2 separate regions of the Zea mays genome follow, and region 2 is linked to region 1. A link is a contact called in public Hi-C data. All regions are on one chromosome and are shown on one strand. The core of a region is the stretch at or near the end of the contact, and the rest is flanking DNA. Distances in the headings are between cores, read along the strand shown.

Region 1 (6,507 bases), core at 1,321-3,820:
CGAGCTGATTAAACTTGGGATAAAAAAAGTAAACCCAATTATAAATTAGAATGAAAAGAGTATTAGAAAAGGACCAATTGTTGAATGTAACTTTTATCGACGGACTGAGAGAAGAGACACGCTGCCCGCGAGCTCATCTTTCCTGTCCACAACTCCACATGAACAGGGACAGCTCCTGGACTCAGTACTAATGCTATGTGCAGTTGAGAAAGCAAGCTCAACTCAAGTACCATCAATAACTGACTAGAAAAACTGACTAGGATGAAAGGGTTCGTAGAAGAAAAGTTCTGCGAAATGACATGGAAGATAGTATCGACACAAGGAAGCTGTACAAGCCGGGAGGACCTCGCGAGATAAAAATGCATGCCTTCCTCTCTAAAAAAAAAGAGGACAGATCTGAAATCAGACCTCGATCACCGTCTCATCCTTCTTGGACGATTTCTTTCTCTTCCTCTCACTGGCAGGCTCCTTTCCCTTCAGCTCCTGAGAGAAGGTCCGCAGCAGGCCCATAAGATGCTCGTTCCTGTGAGCTGGACTTGCACACCAAAGATCAAAGTGTCAAACTGTGAAAGTTTTATTTCTTGTGAGGGCCAAAATGAGTGAGGTCTTTCTGCACATCCATCAACTAACCATAATACTAGGAAAAGAGAGAGTACAGCATACAGGTACAAGTAGTTCAAAAAAAATTTGTAAGAAGATGCACTTCTAAATTCTAAGAAGCCAAATATTACAGAATCAGCAGAAACAAGTACCTGTGAGTATGACATCATCCATCCTGACGGATTTGCGACCGGCATGCTGTGCAAACAACTCTGCATCCTTTGCTAGCTGCTCTGGACATTGCACGGAAGATGTCAAATGGAACATTCATACATAATGTTCTCACAGACACAAATCTATGTAGATCCAAAGCCTCCCTCCCTCCCTCTCCCTCAAAAGAGGATTGGAAGCGTGCAATTTACAATAGCTACTAGCTAGTACAGTAAGTGCCATGCTTGACTATTGTTGCTTTTCAACTAACGCACAATGCATCTACTTCACAATCTCTAATCACTATAGTTATTCGCTCGCTAATTTGTGGCAATGCAAAAAAAAAAAAAAAATCTCCGCAAGAGGTCTAAGATACAAGATCTATGTGCTCAACAGTTGCTTTCTACCAGGATATATTGGGTCACTCCAACAGTATGAATGTATGATTTGTGAAGCTTGCACTTAGCAGACATAATGTGGGGCGACCTTCGATAAGTTTTGACGTCACTGAACTTCAACTCTACTAGGTTGAGAAAAACAACCCCCTTTCCCTAAAAGCTATCATATAAGGGAATGAGATGAAAAAGACAGCTTCAGCATATCTCCTTTCTCAATCCCCTTTCCAGCTTTTCCTAATTTTTTTCTCAATCCCTCAAATAGATGGGAGCAAGCAGCATTTTTCTTCATCCCCTTTCCTTCCCCCTTTTGTGGGCTCACACTGGCCATTCTTGCCATCGCCACGTTGGGCAAGCGCGCACAGGCAACTGCCATGCTGCCACGGGCATGCGCGTAGGCCATGCTGGGATGTAGACAAACTTAGAAGAATGTGACTAAGAATGTAGACAAACTTAGAAGAATGTGACTACTGACTACTAACTCTTTGGTTGTAGTATCAAAACCCAGTGGACTATTGTTATAAGGAATTACTATCCTGTCGGTTTATCTCCACAAAAAAATGGGATGATGAGCTCTAACACAAGTATGACAACCTTTACAAATCAAAGCCTGATGGAGATCAAAAGTTGCAGGCACCCATAATTGGTCATTCGTGTTTTCTCCAGCACCAAGCATATATTCTACTAAACGCGTGCTAACTTAATGTAACTGAATCGCTCGTCTTTCAGCACATTTCTTCGTTTCAAGAACCATACTGTGCAAAATACTGAAACTAGTTCCTGTCTACTCCAAGCACTTGATTTCCCACAGAAACCAATTTTATTGGAGCAGTCAACTTGGCAACTCACAGGTGGAGATAAATTGTACTCGTAAGAGGTTCAGAATAGGATAGCACTTTGCAACCAATCAAAGAGAAATAACGTGCACAAGCGGTTACTGGTTACAGAAGGATAGGGTGCTGGGTGAAGGACCTGCGCTCTTGAACGCCAAGTCGGCGATGCAGGAAACAACGGGGTCGGCGACCGTCATTCCGGCCTTCTTTCCTGCGCAGATGCCGCATGCCAAGACGATGAACTTTTTTCCGGGCTCTTCAACTCCCAATAACGAAGGGAGGCGCGAGAGGATGCTACCATACCTTCGGCGGTGGCGATGCTGATGACGGCGAGGCGGAATCGGTCGCGGAGGATGTCGGCCTCGGCTTCGGCGGCCTCGTACCGCTCCACCTCAGCCTCGGCCTCGGCGGCTTCGTTGCGCTCGGCCTCGCCGCCGCTGTCGCCGGCGAGCGTCTCCATATCCATGTCTAGGTCGAGGTCCAGGTCCGGGTCCATGGTCCAGCCGCGGAGCTTCCACGAGACACACGAGCAGCAGCGAAGGCGGCTGGAGCGGTGTTTGCCGTTGTGGCGAACAGGAGAAATTTGCGATGGTGCCATTCTCAATGTTGGTAATATGTTATTATGTCTCTCGTGTCTATGATTGATGATGAGAATATATCTATCTATAATTTATGTATTCGATGGCATGCTACGAAATCCATAAATCATAATAACAAAATTGACAAATGTCTCGGCGAACAGACAGCGAGCCACGAGCCACGGCGAGATGGCAGGCAGCGTTTCTCATGGCACGGGCTGCTTCGTCCTCGTGTTTGGTCTGGGCCGCACATTGGGCTAAGAGATGGGGCCTTTGAAAGAAAGAAAAAAAAACCCAGATAGCACCGGAGCTCCTTTCTTTGCCATTTGTACTGGGCCACTCCTTTTCAGGACTAGAGCAACCTTTATAAACAAAAAACTCTTAACCATTTTAATTATGTAAGAAAATGTATTCGAATAAACTTTGAGTGTATTTTTTCACATTGTTGTATAACATAAGCCGAGTCCATGAAAAGTTCTTCCGAAGTCTCAAATTGGCTGGGTGTGCAGTGCGCTGTGCGCATATACACGTAGTTGTTCCCAACCGTTACCGTTTCGATAAAAAATATGCATCTTTGGATTGGACCCAGAGAGGGAGATTTAGTCAAAACCGCTCCTACTGGATACTTCCCTTTTCGCCTTTCATGGGAAGGGAATAACTTGAATTTTTTTTAAAAAAAAGAGAAATAAAGAAATAAAACACAATATATCACGCATCATCGTAATCTTAGTTAGTTATACTAATTATCCAAAATAAAGGGCGACAGAGAATCATGCAATAATAAACTAAAGAAGGCCACTATATGTGATATTCTTTGAGGCCTTTGCTTTACCTGTAGGCCTCAGGTGTACCCATCATTATCTATAGAACAAATCATCATCTCATCTGAATATTGGGAGGGACAGGGGGGCTTTTTTTCTATTTATATTTGCATATATCTTGCCATTTCCAAGTGATACCAGTAGTTAAGTCGAATTTGTTAGTGATCTACGGCTAATTTAAGCAAGCGAGCGTATGCTCAACAGCACCGGCGATGCATAATGTTGTCATTATATTAGCCATGCATAGTATAGATGGCCAAATGGGCCGTGCCTAACGGGCCGGCCCGAAGCACGGCCCGTTTAATAGTGCCGGGCCTGGCCCGGTACGAGAACCGTACCGTGCTTGAGCCGCTGTCTCGGCCCGCAGTGCCGGCCCGGCCCGGCACGATTATATATTTTTTATTTTATAAAACATAGTATATATATATTTACATTTTATATTAGCTATTTACAACAAACGCACTCGAGTTATACTGGTTAGTTTCCTTCAGTTAAGCGTTTCAGCCTCATAGAGTGAGATCGCGGGTTCAAATCCTCACAAAAACGCAGTTTTTTTGCTATTTCCTTGAATTAATGGGAGAACGTGACCCGTTAAACGGGCCGGCCCGGCACGACCACCAGGCCGGCCGGGCACGGCCCGATTAACCGTCGGGCCTGACGGGCCCGTGCCGGGCCGGGCCGCCCGTTTGGGTATCTCTAATGCATAGCTCGTTTTATGGGGCATGGGCATCAGCAAGCCATCATCCTTACGCAAGGCATAGGAGCGGCGTCATGTCATCGTCAGTCAGAGGAGAGGAGAGGAGAGGAGAGGATCATGCATATGGAGGATAAATATATAGGAGAGCAGCTAGCATGGTCCACAATCTCATAGTTAGTGGTGGCGTGGAGCGTGGAAGCACACATATATACATGATACATGTACATACACAGGTGGTGGGTAGGGCTAGCTCATCATCCATCGTGTTCGTTCTTGCATTTGAATTGAAAGGGAAAACAACTTTTTTTTTTAAAAAAAAACCCCGCATAGGGATACATGCATGCGTGCCCAATGGATGCCTTTGGACCGCCTCTAGTGTTATGGATGGCTACGCGCGCGCCTAGGCTAATCCACCTGCCCCTTGCGTGGGGGTGGTCGGTGTGGTGTGGGGTGCGCATACACGATGAGATGATGACGAAAGGCATGATCCCTAAAGCACTTGCATTACATAACTATACGTATTATTGGTTATTGCGACCAAGCACGCAGGAATCAAATCCTTCTGTGGCTACACGGCGCGCGCAGCAACGGCATGCTTCCAAGTTCCAATTCAAGTGCTACATATATAATATTCGCGCAATTTTTGTCCCACTTATGGGAGGATCAGCTTCCAGTATATATAGCTAGTGTCGTTCATGAGTAAACTATTTCCTTATCCAAACATAATCTATGTGTGTAATATGGTCCCATGTGTAGGTGGTGTTAGGGCACGTTAAGATAATTAAAGATTGTAGGGTCAGTCAAATATGCTAATGTATTTGAGGAGCTAGGATCTTTGCCCCAGGACAGGTATGCCGGCCGCTACACATATATATATGTGACAGAAATCAAGACTGCAAATCATGCTGATATGACATATATATAATAAATCTCTAGTTTAACTAACTGTTCACCTACTAGTAAGGGCTACAGCTCCCTGTGGAGTAATTTGGTCTCCCACATACTCATAGTCTATAGACTTTTGCAATGATTGGGTACAACCAAAATGAATTCCTCGTCTGAGGATCGGAGGGTATATATCACGTACGTACGGTTGCATCGGCATCATCCTTTACCGACCATTCCGTGACGGCACAGTATACGAAGACGTCTATGCATATATTCATTGGCTCTCCATGCATGATGCCCTATATATGGACTACGGGCAGCAGGTAAGCATCATCTATCTCTCTGTGCGTGGGCGTCCATATACCATGCATAGGGGTTTGTAGAGGCCGGGTGGTCCCTTTGGTCGCGCTCGCGCATGCAAAGGAGAGGAGATCGATAGGGTCCCCAATCCCCATAGGGAGGAGGTCGACATGAAATGAAAGCTACGCTCAATGAAATGAAATTAACAAGTGGGAGAGCGCCATAGCCTCAACTCGTGCCTTCATACAGGCCTTTCGTTCACAAATTTCCGTCGGTGTTGTTCATTTTTTTTTTAAAAAAATCTTATGTATACATGTGTGTGCTCCTTCGTATTTTAGATGTTTTTCAGTTCTTTCTTATTTCCTTATCCTTATAATACTTGTACTTATTGGCCTATGTTTTTAGTAGGTAACGTTTAAGGACATACTAATTAATTCATTCATGTCTGTGTGCTTCGGCCTTGTACTGCCGGTGACTTTTGATGCTCGACGCGCTAGGACAGTCGGTGGATCCGCCCCCTATCAAGTGAGACAACCGGCGGTGAGAATGAGATCGTCAACCCTCTCTTGTAGTTGTAGCTTTGGTCTCGTCTCTCTGTGTTGCGTGTTGTGAGAGTGAAAATGCATCCACTTACATAATTATGCAAATAAAAGTTATATAATCTACAAAACACGAAGCTAAAAATTACATATTTTATAAATAAAATCTAAATACCATGGTGTAGATCCTAGATATACTCATTAGTACACAGAAGCTCTATAGTGACGGTCCTAGAGCTATTTGCGCTGACGTTTTTCAGTGCTGCCGGTGCTAGGGGCCATTAGAAATCGGCCTTTTCACATGTGGTTGATTGCCAACTGCCAGTGTACACAACATTATCACTGGCGGTTTTCTTTAGCAGCCCGCCAGTGTAAATAACATTAGCACTGGCGATTTGCTTAAGAAACCGCATGTGTAAACATTATTATCACTGGCGGTTTTCTTTAGCAGCCCGCCAGTGTAAATAACATTAGCACCGACGGTTTGCTTAACAAACCGCATGTGTAAACATTATTATGACTGACGGTTTTATTTAGCAGCCCGCTAGTGTAAATAACATTAGCACTGGCGGTTTGCTTAAGAAACTGCATGTGGAAACATTATTATCACTGGCGATTTTCTTTAGCAGCCCGCCAGTGTAAATAACATTAGTACTGGCGGTTTGCTTAAAAAACTGCATGTGGAAACATGATTTTCACAGGCGGT
Region 2 (7,012 bases), core at 688-3,187, 190 kb after region 1:
TGTGCTCTCCACCTCAGTGATTACATCCATGGATTGAGGAACCGTTGGAGAATCTTCGTCATGTTCAAACGTATCTAACTCACTATCCTTAACATTAGCATCAAACCTGACACGTTTCCTTGGTTTTAAATCAGCTTGTGACTCCTTCCTCTTCAGTATAGGTTTTACATTGTCTTCCTCCACAGCTTTCTTTGTATGAACTACACTGGGGAAATCCTTGGCTTGAGTGGGACAGTGAGAATCACAATCTTTAGTAGAACCATCTTCTCTGAGTCTTGCAGATGCTGCCCTCATATCTGCACGAGGATCCTTCCTAAAACGGTACACCTCTTCAATGGAATCATCAAGGAGGTCAGGGACTATACTGTTGATGCTCATGTTTATGCCGGCATCCATTATATCATGCATGTACACACGGTCAGCAGCCTCCTCTCTGCCAAAGGCCTCTCTGTCATACTTGTCCTCCTCTTCCTGTAAAAAAACAACTCTTCTAACATAAGAGTCCAGTAGAACCACACCAACAGCGATACATAGGATAACTCATAATGACCGACCATGAAGAAACATTCAAGAGAACTCCAGACAAGTTACTTAAGCTGTTTCCAGGTCAAGCATATATCACATCCAAATAAAGATATCTCGTTAGCCAATTACAATTATCATTAACTACTACAAAAACAAAAACTCATCAATAATCAAAAGGAAACGGGACATGCTCCCACTCATTAAAAAACTGCCATAGAGGGCCTAGTGAACCATTAAATCTAATACATTTGTCCATACTCTTATAGGGTGTTTGGTTTGAGTAATGAGTTGGTCCATTATTTTGTCGCTCCTCATTTTTTTTGTTTGGTTTGTGTAATAGAATAAGTTGATGCATCACCGTCTCATTCCTCATAGTTAGTTAGTACTAATATGAGGAATAACGTCGTCCCACCAGATTTAAGAAATAGACCTTTGATGCATCCCAGATGACAAAAATGCGACAACGTGAAACTATGGCACAAACCAATAATAAGATGGTTAACAAAATGTTCTGGTCATCTCCGCCTATTCTTTATCCAAATCATGCAGAAGCCTAGTTAGGAAGCAACAAATCCTAGGTGAAAATGTTTATTTAAGAAGACATAGACTGAAGATCAATAGTTGATTTAATCCTGATCTTACTTCACAGCTTAATTCCAACGAACTGCCAAGCATCAACTATGATATCATGATTAAATTCCAACGAACTGCCAAGCATCAATTATGATATCATGATTAAATTCCAACGAACTGTCAAGCATCAATTATGATATCGTAAGAGCAGCTGATGAAGTGGTCAAACCAAACAATCAATAACCGAAGACAACTTCACTCACCTCCCGATCCAGAGTGGGGTCGAGGCCGATGTTAACTCTAACCCCCTCCTCCTCGTCCTGTTCTGCCGCATTCCTCTCCCTCTCGCTGTCCTCCTCCTCGTCTTCATCTAGGTCGTCGAGGTTCCCCTCGAACTCCTCCTGCCTGGACCTGCGCCTCCGGCCACGAAGGCACCCGTTGGCGTCGTAGAACGCGGAGACGCAGGGCGTGTCCCCGCGGCCGGCCTCCCCCGCTGCCTCCTCCTCCGCGTCGCGGGCCTCCGACGGCTTCGACCAACGGTGGCGCTCGACGTCGCCCGCGGCCACGGACCAGGAGGCCGTCGGGAAGGAGGAGTCCGGGACGGCGTCGAAGAGGCGGGACCCGAACAGGCGCTTCACCCGCGCCTCGAACGTCTCTTGGACGCCGCTGCCCTCGGCCGCCATCGACGGTGCGGGCCTTCCGGAGACTCTTCCAGAGCTCGGCCTGGCTCGTCTCCCGATGTGGGTGCGTGGGTTGGGTTCGAGTCCGGAGGGTTTGGGAAACGGTGCGGGCGAACCGACAAGGAGAGGGCGATAGGAGAAGACGGCGGCTGCGATGGTGATTTCACGGATTGGGGAGTGAGCCGTGAATGATCGGGTTTACTTGGAGTCGGTGCTGGAAGAATGGGCTGGGCTGTCTGACCCGCGCACGCAGTCCGGCCCGTTCGCAGCTAGAAGAGAAAAAAAGATTTCTTGCTTCTTTTTGCTACATGCATCACTAATCTCTCTCTCCATCCTATATAAGTCACCAGTTTTGATGTTCTTCCCGTTTCACTAGAGCTGAAAGAAATACTCGTGGTTTGTTGACTCGCTTGACTCGAGACTCGAGATCGGCTTAGCTTAGCTCGGATCGTTTGAACTTTTTCACGAGCTGAGCTAACATCTGAGCTTGTTTTCTTAATGAGCCAGCTCAAACATACCATGGCCCATCACGTGACTCACGTCCTGACGTCCACTAACTAACAGGCAATGAGGCAAGGAAAGTGGCCAAGTGCCCATGTAGGCAGCCAACAGGCCCAAGCCCAACACTGAAGTCCGCAACATACAACAGGAAGTCAGGACTCAGGAAAGCAAGTTAGCAAACGTGAAGCGTCCGTCCGTTGACCGTTGGGTTGTCACACCCGGATTTAAGGAACAAAGTCGAGTGCATCTCATACATACGTCAAAGAAGACAACATATATAATAACAGAGTGTATAAAGATAAATGTCACAATAATCAGAGTATTTATTACATAGCGGAAGGCTTACAAGATAAAATATACATATAAAAGGATCTAAAATCCATCCTTGGCGTCAGAAAGTCAACTGGGAGACGCCACCTAGATCGAATCGAACTCCTCGATGTGTGGCTCCTCGCGAACCACCTGTTCTTCTCCTGTGGGGGTGTGAGACAGCAAGGGTGAGCTCACACATGATCATAGCTCAACAAGTTATGGGGAAACCAGTGATCATGAACTCACCAAAGGTGGGAGTTCATGTGATGTGTAAGGCTGATCAACAATAGGGGTTAAAGCTGAGCATTGCTTTTAATAATTTGGTCAAATTTTATTAGCAGTTACTAAATGTAAGTAAATACCAAACCATAATAAATAATAATAGAACAAAATTAATAATAAACCCATGCAAATGCAAATGAAAAATTGAATTTAAGTTCCATAATTTAATCATGCGAGAGTCCTGCTCATGACCATGAGCTTGACTAGTATACCAGTTTTACACTCTGCAGAGGTTGTACCCTGTACCCACAAGTCGTGTATCCCATGTCGCCAGGGTTTGCAAGGCCCTTAGACACTACCGAGGTAGGTGAATGTCTAGGGATCCACTACGAGGCCTTTACAAAATTCCACTAGCTTCCGAAAACCTGCTACAGTTTATGGGAAGAGCACTTGCAAGAATCCCCCATCTGACCGCCATCACAGCAAAATCAACCCGAGAACCTCCTTGCATGCAACTCCCCTACTACCCTTGCCCCTTTCAAGTAAGGTAGTTTTCTACTAGCTTTCCTAATTAGTCAGCCAAGGGCGTCCCATTCCACCCTTGTGGTGGCACGTGTTTCTCAAGTTAAGCTCCATGTTCTAATTAAAAATATAATGATCTTGACATGAACATAAATAACATAACATAATAATTGGAACATGGATATAATGAAATATTAATCCCAAAACCAAATAATGCAATAGCATAACTACCCAAGTGAATCATGAATCAGGGGTAAACAAGGTAAACAGGATAAACAGACTAGGGTGACCTATTGGGACCCATCAAAATTAAACCTATGTATTGAATAATGATAATAAAGAATATTATTGGGTAACAAAAGTGGATCAAGGCACAACTTGCCTGGCACTTGAGATTCCAGGTACCACTTGCTCTTTAAGTGACTCGTAACCTCGCTGCATGTTAACCAACGTTGGTTAATTTGTAACCGTAGTCCCTTTGCTATGTGATAATGAGAGTGCAATCAAGATAGCGGATAATCCCGTCGAACATAGCCGCACTAAACACATAGCCAACGTTCCTTTGCTATGTGATAATGAGAGTGCAATCAAGATGGCGGATAATCCCGTCGAGCATAGCCGCACTAAACACATAGCCATTCGGTATCATTTTCTTAGGGATCACCAACAAAAGGGAGATATCGAGATTTCTTACATTAACACTAAAGATCAATTAGCCGATATCTTTACCAAGCCTCTTGATGAACAAACTTTTAACAGACTTAGGCATGAGCTAAATGTTCTTGATTCTAGGAACTTCTTTTGCTAACTTGAACACATAGCTCGTTTGTATACCTTTGATCATGTCTCTCTCATATGCTATGACTAATGTGTTTTCAAGTCTATTTCAAACCAAGTCATAGGTATATTGAAAGGGAATTGGAGTCTTCAGCGAAGACAAAGGCTTCCACTCCGCAACTCATTCTTCGCCATCACACCGAGCAACTCTCCATTTTTGGGGGAGAAAGCATGAGCACCAAGCAAAAGGACTTCGTCTTTGGTATAATCTTAACTCATTTATTTATGACCAAAGGGAAAGAAAGTACTTCGAGGGCTCTAATGATTCCGTTTTTGGCGATTCATGCCAAAGGGGGAGAAAGTATGAGCCCAAAGCAAAAGGACCGCAACCACCAACTTCAAAAACTTAGGTTTTCAAAAGAATATTTTCAATTGGTATCTTATTGTGTTCAAAAGGGGGAGAAAGTAGTATTTCAAAATGATATTTCAAAACCCTCTTGAACACTAAGAGGAGGATCTCATTCAGGGGGAGTTTTGTTTAGCCAAAGGAAAAGCATTTGAAACAACGGGAGAAAATTTCAAATCTTGAAAAATGCTTTGCAAAATCTTATTCATTTACCTTTGACTATTTGCAAAAAAACTTTGAAAAGATTTACAAAATAGTTTGCAAAAACAAAACATGTGGTGCAAGCGTGGTCCAAAATGTTAAAAACAAAGAAACGATTCATGCATATCTTGTAAGTATTAATATTGGCTCAATTCCAAGCAACCTCTGCACTTACATTATGCAAACTAGTTCAAGTATGCTCTTCTATATTCGCTTTGGTTTGTGTTGGCATCAATCACCAAAAAGGGGGAGATTGAAAGGGAATTAGGCTTACACCTAGTCCCTAATTAATTTTGGTGGTTGAATTGCCCAACACAAACAATTGGACTAACTAGTTTGCTCTAGTGTATAAGTTATACAGGTGTCAAAGGTTCACAACAAGCCAATTAATAAGACCAAAGTTGGGTTCAAAATAGAGTGCTCAAGGCATCCCGAAAGGCTCCCTGGTCTGGCGCACCGGACTGTCCGGTGGCGCACCGGACAGTGTCTGGTGCACCAGGGGACCTCGCGCAGAACTCCTCAGCCTCGGGAATTTTCAGAAGTCGGCGCGCTATAATGCACCAGACTGTCCGATGTACACCAGACAGTGTCCGGTGCTCCTAGAAGACGCGGCTCTGGAACTTGGCAGCCTCGGGAAATCATAACGGCTGCTCCGCTATAATTCACCGGACTGTCCGGTGCAACTACGGGGCAACGGCTACTTCGCGCCAACGGTCGCCTGCAACAGCAATAAATGCGCGCCAGAGTGCGCAGGCGTCAGGCACGCCCATGCTGGCGCACCGGACACTCTACAGTACATGTCCGGTGCGCCACCGGACATCAAGACGGGCCCAGAAGTCAGAACTCCAACGGTCGAATTGCAACGACTTTGGTGACGTGGCTGACGCACCGGACATGTCCGGTGTGCACCGGACTGTCCGGTGCACCATACGACAGACAGCCTGCACCAACGGTCATGTTTGGTGGTTGGGGCTATAAATACCCCAACCACCCCACCATTCATGGCATCCAAGTTTTTCAGCTTCCAACCATTATACAAGAGCTAGCATTCATTGCAAAGCACACCAAAAGAGATCAAATCCTCTCCCAACTCCACACAAAGCCTTAGTGACTAGAGAGAGCGATTTGTAGTGTCCCTTTGAGCTCTTGTGCTTGGATCGCTTCTTTTCTTTGACATTCTTTCTTGTGATCAAACACTCACTTGTAATTGAGGAAAGAGACACCAATTGTGTGGTGGTCCTTGCGGGAAGTTTTGATTCCCAAGTGATTTGAGAAGAGAAGCTCACTCGGTCCGAGGGACCGTTTGAGAGAGGGAAGGGTTGAAAGAGACCCGGCCTTTGTGGCCTCCTCAACGGGGAGTAGGTTTGCGAGAACCGAACCTCAGTAAAACAAATCCGCGTGTCACACTCTTCATTTGCTTGCGATTTGTTTTCCACCCTCTCTCGCGGACTCGGTTTTTATTTCTAACGCTAACCCGGCTTGTAGTTGTGTTTATATTTGTAAATTTCAGTTTCGCCCTATTCACCCCCCCCCCTCTAGGCGACTATCAGAGAGCAACACACACAACACACAAATCCGCAGCACACACGCACACAAGCCAAGACTTGAGCTCTAAACGTAGCACAGAGAGTTCACAACTTGAACGGAGCTCAAATCACTAACACAATCGATCAAATGCGCGGAGACGGAGTGTGTGAGTCTTAGAATGCTTAGTGAATGCTTGGGTTTTTCCTCCATGCACCTAGGGGTCCCTTTTATAGCCCCAAGGCAGCTAGGAGCCGTTAAAGACTAACTTGGAAGGCTATCCTTGCCTTCTATCGAGTGGCGCACCGGACAGTCCGGTGCGCCATCGGACAGGTCCTGTAGACCGTCCGGTGCGCGATCTCCTTCCAAATTTGGCATATCCGACCGTTGCTCCTCTAGGCTGATTAGCGCATCGGACACTGTTCGGTGCACACCGGACAATCCGGTGCACCAGCTGACCGTTGGGGCAGTCCACGTGTCGCGCGAAGATTGCGTGGCCGACCGTTGGCGCTGGCGACCGTTGGCTCACCGGACAGTCCAGTGCACCACCGGACAGTCCGGTGATTTTTAGCCGTACGCCGCCGTCGATTCCCGAGAGCAGCACTTTCATCGGAGGCCAGCCTGGCGCACCGGACACTGTCCGGTGCACCACCAGACAGTTCGATGTGCCAGTCCGAGCTGAAGTTTGGCTGCTCACAGCCAAGTCTTTTGCAATCTGATTCCTCTCTTTCCGGCACTGTTTCTAGCACTTAGACAAACAATGTTAGTT

The links. A called contact is a pair of places that touch in the nucleus more often than the background predicts.
Region 2: a contact with region 1 is called in a Hi-C map of bundle sheath, with 4 times the contacts expected there. The contact joins the promoter of LOC100382918 here to the promoter of LOC100277645 in region 1. A contact is called at or near these places in 14 of 25 Hi-C or Micro-C datasets (bundle sheath, ear, endosperm and 3 more) and 1 of 3 datasets of contacts at active chromatin or transcription factors (leaf).

Annotation. Positions count from the first base shown.
Region 1 is chr2:65,757,079-65,763,585 of Zm-B73-REFERENCE-NAM-5.0, forward strand. It overlaps LOC100277645, which reads right to left and starts at 2,571. Exons shown (of 4, transcript NM_001374032.1): 1 at 2,282-2,571; 2 at 2,118-2,189; 3 at 753-833; 4 at 99-530. The coding sequence starts at 2,474. The coding sequence ends at 403.
Region 2 is chr2:65,942,865-65,949,876 of Zm-B73-REFERENCE-NAM-5.0, forward strand. It overlaps LOC100382918, which reads right to left and starts at 1,938. Exons shown (of 2, transcript NM_001175606.1): 1 at 1,362-1,938; 2 at 1-471. The coding sequence starts at 1,781.